Linked DNA regions of Mus musculus: region 1 is linked to region 2. Evidence: chromatin contacts called from public HiChIP or PLAC-seq data. All regions are on one chromosome and are shown on one strand. Each heading gives the region's core, a stretch centred on a gene start, on an enhancer-like site or on the middle of the called end of the contact. The rest is flanking DNA. Distances are from core to core; before and after follow the strand shown. Region 1 overlaps Golph3l (golgi phosphoprotein 3-like). Region 2 overlaps Sema6c (sema domain, transmembrane domain (TM), and cytoplasmic domain, (semaphorin) 6C).

The links. HiChIP or PLAC-seq counts read pairs in DNA pulled down with a chosen protein or histone mark.
Region 1: an HNF4G HiChIP or PLAC-seq map of pancreatic cancer cells shows a contact between it and region 2. The contact joins two enhancer-like sites. A contact is called at or near these places in 1 of 39 promoter capture datasets (liver) and 1 of 115 datasets of contacts at active chromatin or transcription factors (pancreatic cancer cells).

Annotation. Positions count from the first base shown.
Region 1 is chr3:95,597,619-95,602,894 of GRCm38.p6, reverse strand. The region is part of intron 2 of Golph3l (golgi phosphoprotein 3-like); the gene reads right to left. Among named protein-coding and RNA genes, the nearest start is that of Golph3l, 11 kb to the right of the region's middle. Within about 2 kb of position 1,579, at least 16 of the 459 cell types and tissues checked have an H3K27ac peak or open chromatin away from gene starts, as enhancers often do. A contact at or near this core is called in pancreatic cancer cells, where this site is marked.
Region 2 is chr3:95,173,941-95,179,163 of GRCm38.p6, reverse strand. Sema6c (sema domain, transmembrane domain (TM), and cytoplasmic domain, (semaphorin) 6C) reads right to left here. Exons shown (of 17, transcript NM_011351.2): 17 at 5,114-5,223. Among named protein-coding and RNA genes, the nearest start is that of Sema6c, 12 kb to the right of the region's middle. Within about 2 kb of position 1,388, at least 30 of the 459 cell types and tissues checked have an H3K27ac peak or open chromatin away from gene starts, as enhancers often do. A contact at or near this core is called in pancreatic cancer cells, where this site is marked.

The sequences.
Region 1 (5,276 bases), core at 330-2,829, 420 kb before region 2:
TAGGCATATAACCCACTATGAAGACCGCAGATGACAATACAGAATGCATTTTCAAGGATAAAATCTTAGAAGACAGCACATTGCATCATAATCAGATGTAAAGTAGCCTAGGGGAAAGGAAAATACTGTTCCTTACATTTCCAAGGTTCTTTTCTCTTCATATATATAGAGAGAGCTTGGTGAAATCTCAAACTACTCATACAGAGACTCTAAAGGGTCAATGCTTTCAGGAAAAACTACCTACTACAAACAAAGTTCACTATTGAATCACTAAACTACATTACCAGAAGCTGCATATATGAAAAAGAGAAAAAGAAAACATTTTGGGGCTTGCGAAAAAGAGAGAACTGTAGACCACTTCAGTGCAAGGGACAGCTATCCCACTACCGTGGCCTCCTGAGTGTTGACATTACAGTCATGTGACAAAATACCTGGTCAGGTTGAGATCTTTGGATAATAATTTTATTTTGTACAGATTATAAAAATTGGTAATTTCTCACTCTAAAATAAGTAATCTTTTAAAAAGAAAAAACCCACATGAAAACATGTAATTTAAAAAGTAAAAGCCTAGCCAGGCGTGCTGAGCACTCAGAAGGTAGAGGCAGGCAGATTTCTGAGTTCGAGACCAGCCTGGTCTACAAAGTGAGTTCCAGGACAGCCAGAGCTATAAAGAAAAACCCTGTCTCAACCCCCCACCCCCCCCCCCAAAAAAAAAGTAAAAGCCTAAAACAAGCATGGTCCACAACCTTTATCCCAGCACTCAGAAGGTAGAGGCAGACAGATCTCTAAGTTTGAAGCCAGCTTGGTCTTCTTGTGAGCTCCAAGTTAATCAGATAAGCCTGGGCTATATAGAGAATCCCTGTCTTGAACTCCCCCCTCCCGCCAAGTAATTGCCTTCAGGTGACTATTATAAACAGTCTAATGGGTAATTTTCTAATTTAACATATATTTATTTATATACCAAAAAAGAAAAAAAAGGAGGGCTAGACAGGTAGTCTCGTTGGTAGGGTACTTATCAAACGTGCAAGAAACCTGGATCCTAGCACTGTATAAAACAAAAACAAAAACAAACACAACTGGGTTTAGTGGTTCTCGGCTGTAATTCTAGCACTGGGGAAGTAGAGGCAGAATGGAAAGTCAAAGTCATCGACATTATGACATTGAGACCAGCCTGGTATAAATGAAAACCTGTCTGAAAAAAAAAAAATGAAAAGAAAGGTAATATTCTTTGTCAGTGCATTTCTAAATAAACTCCTACGAGAAACATTTTAGTTAAAGATTACACATATTTATGATAATCTTGCTCCGATAGAGGAGTTCATTACAAAGTCAACACTGAATTTCCAATTAGTCAAGTATTCAAAGTGCCCTTCCTTAGTCAAACATCCTGGAAGACACACCATAAAACAATCATGAATGTTAAGTATTTTAGAGTTGGCAGCTGAGCGTGGCAAATGGAAACAAGGAAGGAAACAAAACAAACAACAAAAAAATTAAAGCATCTTTAAAAACCAGGTGTTCAGCTGGGAATGGTGATGTTGTTAATTTGTAACCCCAGCACAGGACAAGGGGAGGCAGGAGGATTAGGAGTTCAAAGTCATCCATAGCTACAGAGATCAAGACCAGCCTAAGCTACAAGACACCCGATCTTAAAAACAACTACCCCAAAACACAAGAGGCTACCCTGAGCTACGTGGCGATTTCAGACAGTGAGATCACTTGAAAGACCCCAAACCAACCAGGCCTGGAGAAATGGCTCAGCAGTTAAGAGTACACTCTGTAACTCCAGTCCCTAGGGATCCAATACCCTTCTCTGGTCTCCACAAGCACTGCATACACTTGGTACACAGATGTAGTATGCATGCAAAACACCCATATACATAAACTAAAAATAAAGTATTTTTAACTTCCACCCCAAATCTTAGAAATGCTTATGATAAAGCTGAATTTAAAAATCAAAGAAAGCCGGCCAGCACTTAGGAGGCAGAGGCAGGTGGATCTCTGAGTTCGAGGCCAGCCTGGTCTACAAAGTGAGTTCCAGGACAGCCAGGGCTATACTGAGAAACCCTGTCTCGAAAAACCAAAAAAGAAAAGGGGCTGGAGAGGAGGCTCAGAGGTTAAGAGCACTGACTGCTCTTCCAAAGGTCCTGAGTTCAATTCCCAGCAACCACATGGTGGCTCACAAGCTTATGCAATGGGATCCGATGCCCTCTTCTGGTGTGCTGAAGACAGCAACAGTGTGCTCGCATGCACAATATAAATAAATTTTAAAAAAAGAAAAAAATAACTTTAAACTAGGATTTTTAAAAAATACCTTTTTAGAGGGTTCTGCTATGTAACTCCTGGTTGGCCTGGTCTCAACTATGTAAAATAAACTGGACTTGAACATGCAAACAGCTGTGACTACAGGTCTGTGTCACTGAACTCTGCAGTCAGCTCCCTAATAAGGATGCTGAGAACAGAACTCAAATCACCCGAAAAGCATTAAGTGCTCTAAACTGCTAAGCCATTCCTCCATCCCCAATGGTTAGTTTTAACTGTCAACTTGATATAATCTAGAATCTCCTGGGAAAGGCTACCCACTATGAGTAGTACTATTAGGAAAGAAAATTCTGAACACTTCAGGTAGAGAAGAGAAAGGGAGCCAAACACTAGAATGCATGAATTAACTCTTCTCTGCTCTTGACTGAACAAGTGATGTAACAAGTTGCTTCAAGTCTGTACCCTTAACAGAATGGACTGTAACCTTGAATTGTGAAACAAATAAACTGTTTCTTCTTGCTAGTTACCTTGTTTTTTTGTTTTTGTTTTTTGTCTTTTTGTTATTTTGACTTTTTTGTTTGTTTGTTTCCAGAGCTGAGGACTGAACCCAGGGCCTTGCACTTGCTAGGCAAGCACTCTACCACTGAGCTAAATCCCCAACCCCAGACTGTTTCTTCTTCTTTCTCTCTTTCTTTCTCTCTCCCTTTCTTCTTCCTCTTCTTTATTTATTTCATGTATGTGAGTACACTGCCACTGTCTTCGGACACACCAGAAGAGGGCATCAGATCCCATTACAGATGGTTGTGAGCCACCATGTTGAGTGCTGGGAATTGAACTTAGGACCTTTGGAAGAGCAGTCAGTGCTCTTAACCACTGAGCCATCTCTCCAGCCCTATTTTCTTCTTTAAGGTAATTTTGTTGGTATTTTATCAGAGCAACAGGAAAAGAAGCTAAATCATTTTAACAGCAATAATTCCAGGGCAAAACTACTGCCCCTCTTTCTATTCTGAAGATTCAACATTACAATTATTTCACATACTAACTATATTTTCTTTAAAAAGTTAAAAAAATTTTTTTTGTGAATGTACATTATGTACATGTGTAGGCACTCATAGCATGGTGCATGTGGAGAGGCAAAAGGTCAATTTTATGGAGTCAGTTCTCTCTTTTTATGTGACTCAGCAGTTAGGAGCATTGGCTGCTCTTCCAGAGACCTGTATTTGACTCCCAGCACCCACATGCAGCTGATCACCTGTAACTCTAGTTTTGGGGGATTCAATGCCTTCTTCTGGCCTCTGTATGTACTGTACTGCACACATATGGTGATATACATACATGCAGGCACACTCATAAATCTCTAAAAATTTATGTGTTTGTGTGTTGTTGTTGATTTGCAAGCTCATTTGTTAACCTCAGAGTAATGTAAACTCTTATCAATAAACTCCCAGACAATCACTTTGCTTCAACCCTCATAAAAAGAATGTTCCCTGCCTTGAATATTTAGAAAGGAAAGGTACCAAAGTGTTTTAAAAAGTCTCAAGCTAATGAAACTATGAAGGAGACAAAGGTCCACAGAGGGTTTAAGTTGCTAAGTGACTCTATCTTAACTTTGGTATTGTATCTTTTAAAACAGTGTGCATTTTAGAATTGGGAGGAACCAGGAAAGGCTTTAAGGAAGCACCTTAAGCTTTATTCTCCTACTCTCCAAATAGGACTTTGATCTCTAGCTCATTTCTTTGAGTTTTAAAGCTGGATATAATAATGAACAAGACAAAGTTCTTTTTTAATAGCCTGTGTAAAGTATGCACATAAAGTAAAGGCAAATGAGACTTTTTAATATATTTGCACTATTCATAATGAGCAATAACTACTGTTAGTAGTTCATTTTGCACAATCAGTAAACTAAAAGGAAAATCCAGGTAGTGACCTATTCTGTTTTAAAATTCATTTTATTTATTTAACTTATTCACTTTACATTGTGCTCACTATAAATTAGACTTTCAATCTTTTATTTCAATCTTTTAAAAAAAAGTTTTTGAGACAGGTTCTCATGTAGCTTATGCTGGCCTCAGGTCTCCCATGGAGACCAAGCTAACCCTAAACTTCTGAACCTCCTTACTCCACTTTTTTTTTTTTCTAGACAGGGTTTCTCTGTGTAGCCCTGGCTGTCCTGGAACTCACTTTGTAGACCAGGCTGGCCTCAAACTCAAAAATCCGCCTGCCTCTGCCTCCCATGTGATGGGATTAAAGGTGTGCACCACCACTCCCGGCCTTACTCCACTTCTTGAGTGCTGGGATTGCAGTACTTATGGTCAAACCAAGGGCTTCCTGCATACCAAGCAGGTACTCTGTCAACTAAGCTGCATTCCTAGCTCAAATTTTGGCTAACCGAATGGGATCTTGCTACGAATTTAGGATAATCTTCCTGCCTTAGCCTCCCAAGTGCTGAGGTTACAGGTGTAACATACCACACCTGACTCTAAAAAGTTAAGTTTAAAAAACTGTCACCAGGTAGGAGTGGTGAGATGGCTCAGCAGGTAAAGGTAGTTGCCATGAAGCCTGACAACTTAAGATTTTATCCCTGGTACCCACATAGTGGAAGGAGACAACACACATGTATTCTCTCCCCCCCCTCCCCAAGTAAATAAATACAAAATTGAAAAAAAAAAATCATCATCAGAGAATAAGAGAAACAAACCAACTTTCATAAGTTCTTCTCTGACCTCCATGCATGCTCATATACTCACAGGCACACACATACATACATAATTCACACAAACAAATAATTGTAAAACACTTTAAAAAACTATTATCAAGTTAAAAGTATTAATAGCTTCACTTCTCTTCTAGGTATCTTAATACATGAAAATATTCTATGAGTCTGAGGTTTTAAATATGCTCAATTAATAGTGCTCAATTAAAGCACTCATTATTTATGAGAATATTTATATCAAAATTCAACTATAAACAGGTTCCTGATTTCCACAAGAAATAAATATATTTAATTTTCTTAT
Region 2 (5,223 bases), core at 139-2,638:
TGAGGTAGAAAGACCCACGCTAAATGTGGGTGGCATCATTCCATGGGCTAAGGTCCCAGACTGAATAAAAAGACTTGGTGGCAAGCGCCTTTATTGGCTGAGCCAACTAGTTGGACTGCTTTAGACATCCAAATTCATCTCAGATTGCATTTAAGAAACTAGAGGTGGGGCTTGAGAGGTGGTTCAGCAGTTAAGAGCATATTTATTGCTCTTGCAGAGACCCTGGGTTTGATTCCCAGCACTCACATGATTGACCATAACTATGTTAACTCCAGTTGCAGAAGGTCCAGGATGTGACATCTTCTTCTGCCCTCTGCAGGCACCCGGTATACACATAGTACACAGATGCATGCAAGCAAAACACTCATATATCTAAAATAAAAATAAATCTTTAAAAAATGGTTTAAAATCAGAAACAGGCCAGGGAGATTGTTCAGTGGTTAAGAGCACCGACTGTTCTTCCAGAGGACCCAGGTTCAATTCCCACCACCCACATGGCAGCTCATAACCACATGTAACTAGTTCCAGGGGATCTGATGCCCTTTTCTGGTCTCTGTAGGCACCAGGCACACATGTGGTACACAGATATACAAGCACACAGAACACAACTATACATAAAAGCAAGTAACATTTTTAAAAACTCAAAAACAACCATAACAGACTGAAATACGTGGATCAGTGTATAAGTATATGATTTCCCAGGTTCCTACCTCCAGCTTCCATACCAATTACTCTCAATCTCTGTCTCTCTCTGTCTCTCTCTGTGTCTCTCTCTGTCTCTCTCTGTCTCTCTCTCTCTGTCTCTCTCTCTGTCTCTCTCGTCTCACTATACTCCAGTCTGTCCTCTAAATCATGGCAATCCTACTACCTCAGCCTCCTGAGTAGCTGGATCACACATCTATGCCACTAAATCTGGTTTTGTGTATATAACCTGCTTCTTTGTTTCTCTCTCTTTCTCTCTTTCTTTCCTTCTCTCTCTCTTTCTTTCTTCCTTTCTTCCTTTCTTCCTTCCTTTCTTTCTTTCTTTCTTCCTTCCTTCCTTCCTTTCTCCCTCCCTCCCTTCCTTTCTTCCTTTTCTTCTTTCTTTTCTTTTCTTTTCTTTTCTTTTCCTTTCCTTTCCTTTCCTTTCCTTTCCTTTCCTTTCCTTTCTTTTCTTTTCTTTTCTTTTCTTTTCTTTTCTTTTCTTTTCTATCTTTTCTTTACTGAGACAGGGTCTCATGTTTCCCAGGCTAGCCTCAAATTCAATGCCCAGCATTATCTTGAACTTCTGACCCAGTGCTAGGGACCAAACGCAGAGCCTCAGGCATGTTAGCAAGCAGTCTGTCTGAGCTCCACCCTGCCTGCATAACCTTAAATGTAAGGAGTCAACAGCTCTAAAGGGTCATCTGCTGGGTCGAATGGCAGTGACTCATACCTGTGTGCTCCAAAGCTTGGGGTGGCAGCCGTAAGACGCAACAAACTTGAGTAATAAATCGTTCAGGCCCTTGTGACTTTGCCCCTAAAGAACCAAGATGCCGAGCAGCTTTTGGAGCTCTCTTGATTGTGGAACCCTTTGAGTCTCAGGTCCCCAAAGCCTTAGACACCTGATGGCTTCAGCCTGCTGAGGCCCTGCTTTCCCCATAATCTCCTAGGATGCCTGAGAAATTAGCTCGGAGGTCCCTGAGGAGGAGGCTCCCGCCACATCCTGCTTTTCCTACTAACAAAGCAAGTGGGCTGATAGTGTGGTCTATTAGAAGTGGAGACACACACCTGTAATCCCAGCTCTTAGGAGACACAGGCAGGAGAGTGAGAAGTTCACTGCCAGCCTGGGATACATGAGAACCTGAAAAAAGCAGAAACAAAACTCTGCCGAGCAGATTTTTTTTAATTGAACTTAAAAAGGATGTTTGTTTGTCTTTCCACTTTTAGCAATAATGTCTGCAACTATCCCTTAATTTACTATCCACTATTATAATCTGCCAGTAGAAAGTTATCATGAGTAATAGGGGATTGCCTCTTTGGTGGTGGCCTATATTATTTTGAGCAAATAACCACGTCCTACAGAACACTTAATTGTGGGGCTTTTGGGAGATGGTGAAAGGAAGCTATGCTGTCCAGGCTTGCCCTGGATTCAGTGTTCCTGACACAGACTCCAAGGGAGTGAGATAACAATGGCCCACCACACACCTACCTAACCTGCTAGATTTAAGCCTATGTATTTCATGCCTTACAAGTCTCTGTTAGCCTATGTTCTTTCCATTTCTTAGAAAAGAAATTGAGTTCCAGGCATAGTGGCGCACACTTTTGATCCCAGCTCTTGGGAAGTAGAGGCAGGCAGATCTGAGTTGGAGGCCAGGCTGGTCTACAGAGTGAGTTCCAGGACAGCCAAAGCTACAGAGAGAAAGGTTATGTGTATGGGGTGGGGTGGGGGAGGGCAGCCGCTTGGAGAGCTTTAGTTAAAGAACAAAAGGTTTCAAGGAAGGGCCCAAGGACTTGCTCTTACTGCAACACAGTTGCTTTCACTTGTTCTGGGTTCCCAGCTGGAGAAGTGAACATTCTCTTAAAAGCACAGATAAAGGAATAAGCAGGACATTGAACTTTAACTGCTGCTGCCCACGAAGAATCCCAAGACTAAAGCTGAGCTGCAGCTCCATGATGGAATCTGCCTGCATCTGTGAGGCCTGGGTTTGTGGGGGAAAACTGTATGTGTACTGAACAGAGATACTGCTCATCATTATTTCCTAAATTGATGGTAGAACGTATATTCACACTGGGAAGCTCCTATCTGTCATCCCAGAACTTGTGAGTCTATGGCTGCTGGAGGATCTGTTCAAGAATAGATCTAGGGCTGGTGAGATGGCTCAGTTGGTAAGAGTACCCGACTGCTCTTCCGAAGGTCCGGAGTTCAAATCCCAGCAACCACATGGTGGTTCACAACCATCTGTAATGAGATCTGACTCCCTCTTCTGGAATGTCTGAAGACAGCTACAGTGTACTTACATATAATAAATAAATAAATCTTTAAAAAAAAAAAAGAATAGATCTACTGCATATTGGAGGACAACATTGTTTCAAAAAAACAAAAACAAAATGATGCCATTTATGTTGCATTAGGCATTGTTTTTTGTTTTTGGCTTTTTGTTGTTTTTTTTGTTTGGTTTGGTTTGGGTTGGATTTTTTCCAGACAGGGTTTCTCTGTAAAGCCCTGGCTGTCCTGGAACTCACTCTGTAGACCAGGCTGGCCTCCAACTCAGAAATCTGCCTGCCTCTGCCTCCCAAGTGCTGGGGTTAAACACGTGCATCACCACTGCCTGGCGTATTAGGCATTGTTAAGTAGCCTAGGAATGATTTAAGGTATACCACAGACTGGGCATGGGTCATATGCAAATACTATGTTCTTTAAAACGAGAGACTTGAATTTCCAGAGTTATTTTAGATGTGGTCACTGTCCTAGCATCAATCCCATATAGACATTGGGGGATAACTGCACGTCTATTTTAGTTTTTGCAACTGGATATCTCTGCTGCCCTGGCTGGCCGGCACTCACTTATGTACACCAGAGCTGTGCCTCTCAAGTGCCATAGTCAGCTTAGTTCTTTACAAATCTGCTTTTATTTTGGGGTTGATTTTGGGTCTCAGAGTTTAGGCCAGTCTCAAATCTGCTATTTGAGTGACCATTTCTCCCTTTCTGCCTTTTCCTTCCTTCTTTCCTGATACCACCTTACATCATAGCCCAAGCTACCCTCCGACTCACGGACCTCCTGCCTCTTTCCAGAGTGCTGGAATTATAGGTGTGTGCCACCTCTCCATGTCTTGCGGTGCTTGGATTAAAACCAAGAGTTGTCAGTACATGCTCGCCATGCTTTCTACCAATAGAGCTGTATCCCAGGCCCTCTCTCATCTCTTCAGGATTTGTGAGAGAGATTGGGGGAGGGGAGCTGCTCTCAATGGCACACATGTGGAAGGAAGTGGGATGATAATTTTAGAGAGTTCTCTTTCTACCATGAGCTTCTGGTAACTAAACTAGGCAGACAAGCACTTTCCCTGCTGAACCATCTTGTTCTCTCTCTTCATCTTTTGAGAGAGACTAGCGAGAGTACAGAATTCAACATCCTTATGCTCCATTTACAGATGTACCCTGCCCTAGCTATCATGTTTTGAAAAGGTTAATCAGCCAGGTGACTGAAAGAGACACCCCTCGTAACTCAGCACTGTTGAGGATACAAGCAACCGCCCATCATAGTTTAAGGTCCCCAAGGAGGAATAAACTGAACCTGACAAGAAAAAAAAAAGAAAAAAAAAAGAAAAAAGAAAAAAAGCTCCAAGCTGAGAGATGTTAAATTCTGAAGGATCCTTAGCCAATTTGCTTAAGCTTAACTGAACTGCGTTAAGAGACATTCGAAGGGTTAAAAACCTTGGCGGATGGGGGGGGGGAATCTCTAAGTCGAACTCATAATACAAAGGGAAACTGTTTAGTAAAAGCTGACCACAAAGGTTGGTGTACACAGCCTAAACTACGGGAGGCACCACCATCTCAGGATTTCTCTTTCACAAAGCATTTGCACATTATAGTACTTGAGCCTCTCGATCCTATTATTTCAGATGAGAAAGGAAGCTTAAGGCAGTTACCATCCCAAAGGTAAAGGTGAAGAGGTAAACAATACATTTGGAACTATTGGCCAAATTGTTCTCAGAACTCTCAAGCAACAGAGAACTGGCGGCATGTTCAGCTGCAGGATTTGGTCGGACCTCTAGGAGGCGCCAACGGGAAGTGGCTGGAGCAGGGCAGATAGTGTCGACACGCGCCTGCCAAATTCCCTCAAATCCTCCAGCGCTGCCAGCACCCACCAGAGGCTTTAAGTGGTCCTAGCGCCAGGGTGGTGGGTGGGACAAGAGTTCCGGGTCACCCTCCCTTTGATACCCAGGATACTCTGCAGCCAGAGTCATGGCGCACCGCGATGGACACACTTTAGTCGCTCTAGCCCTGGGCTAGCAAGCAACTGGAACTGCCCCTTAGGGAACCAACTGCTGGGGCAAACCCTCACCTGATACAGGGCTCATCTTCTGCTGGCTTTTGTTGTTCTGCTTTGCAGCCTACCGCTCACGCACCCCAAATTCTTCTAAGCCAAGTTCTCTCTCTAGGACAAGACTTGCTGATGTGAAATTCAAATCACGCAGCAGCTTCGTTTTATTTCTCCAAAAGTTCCCTCTCCCACCCCAGAGTGTAGGCCGTGGAAAGGTGCC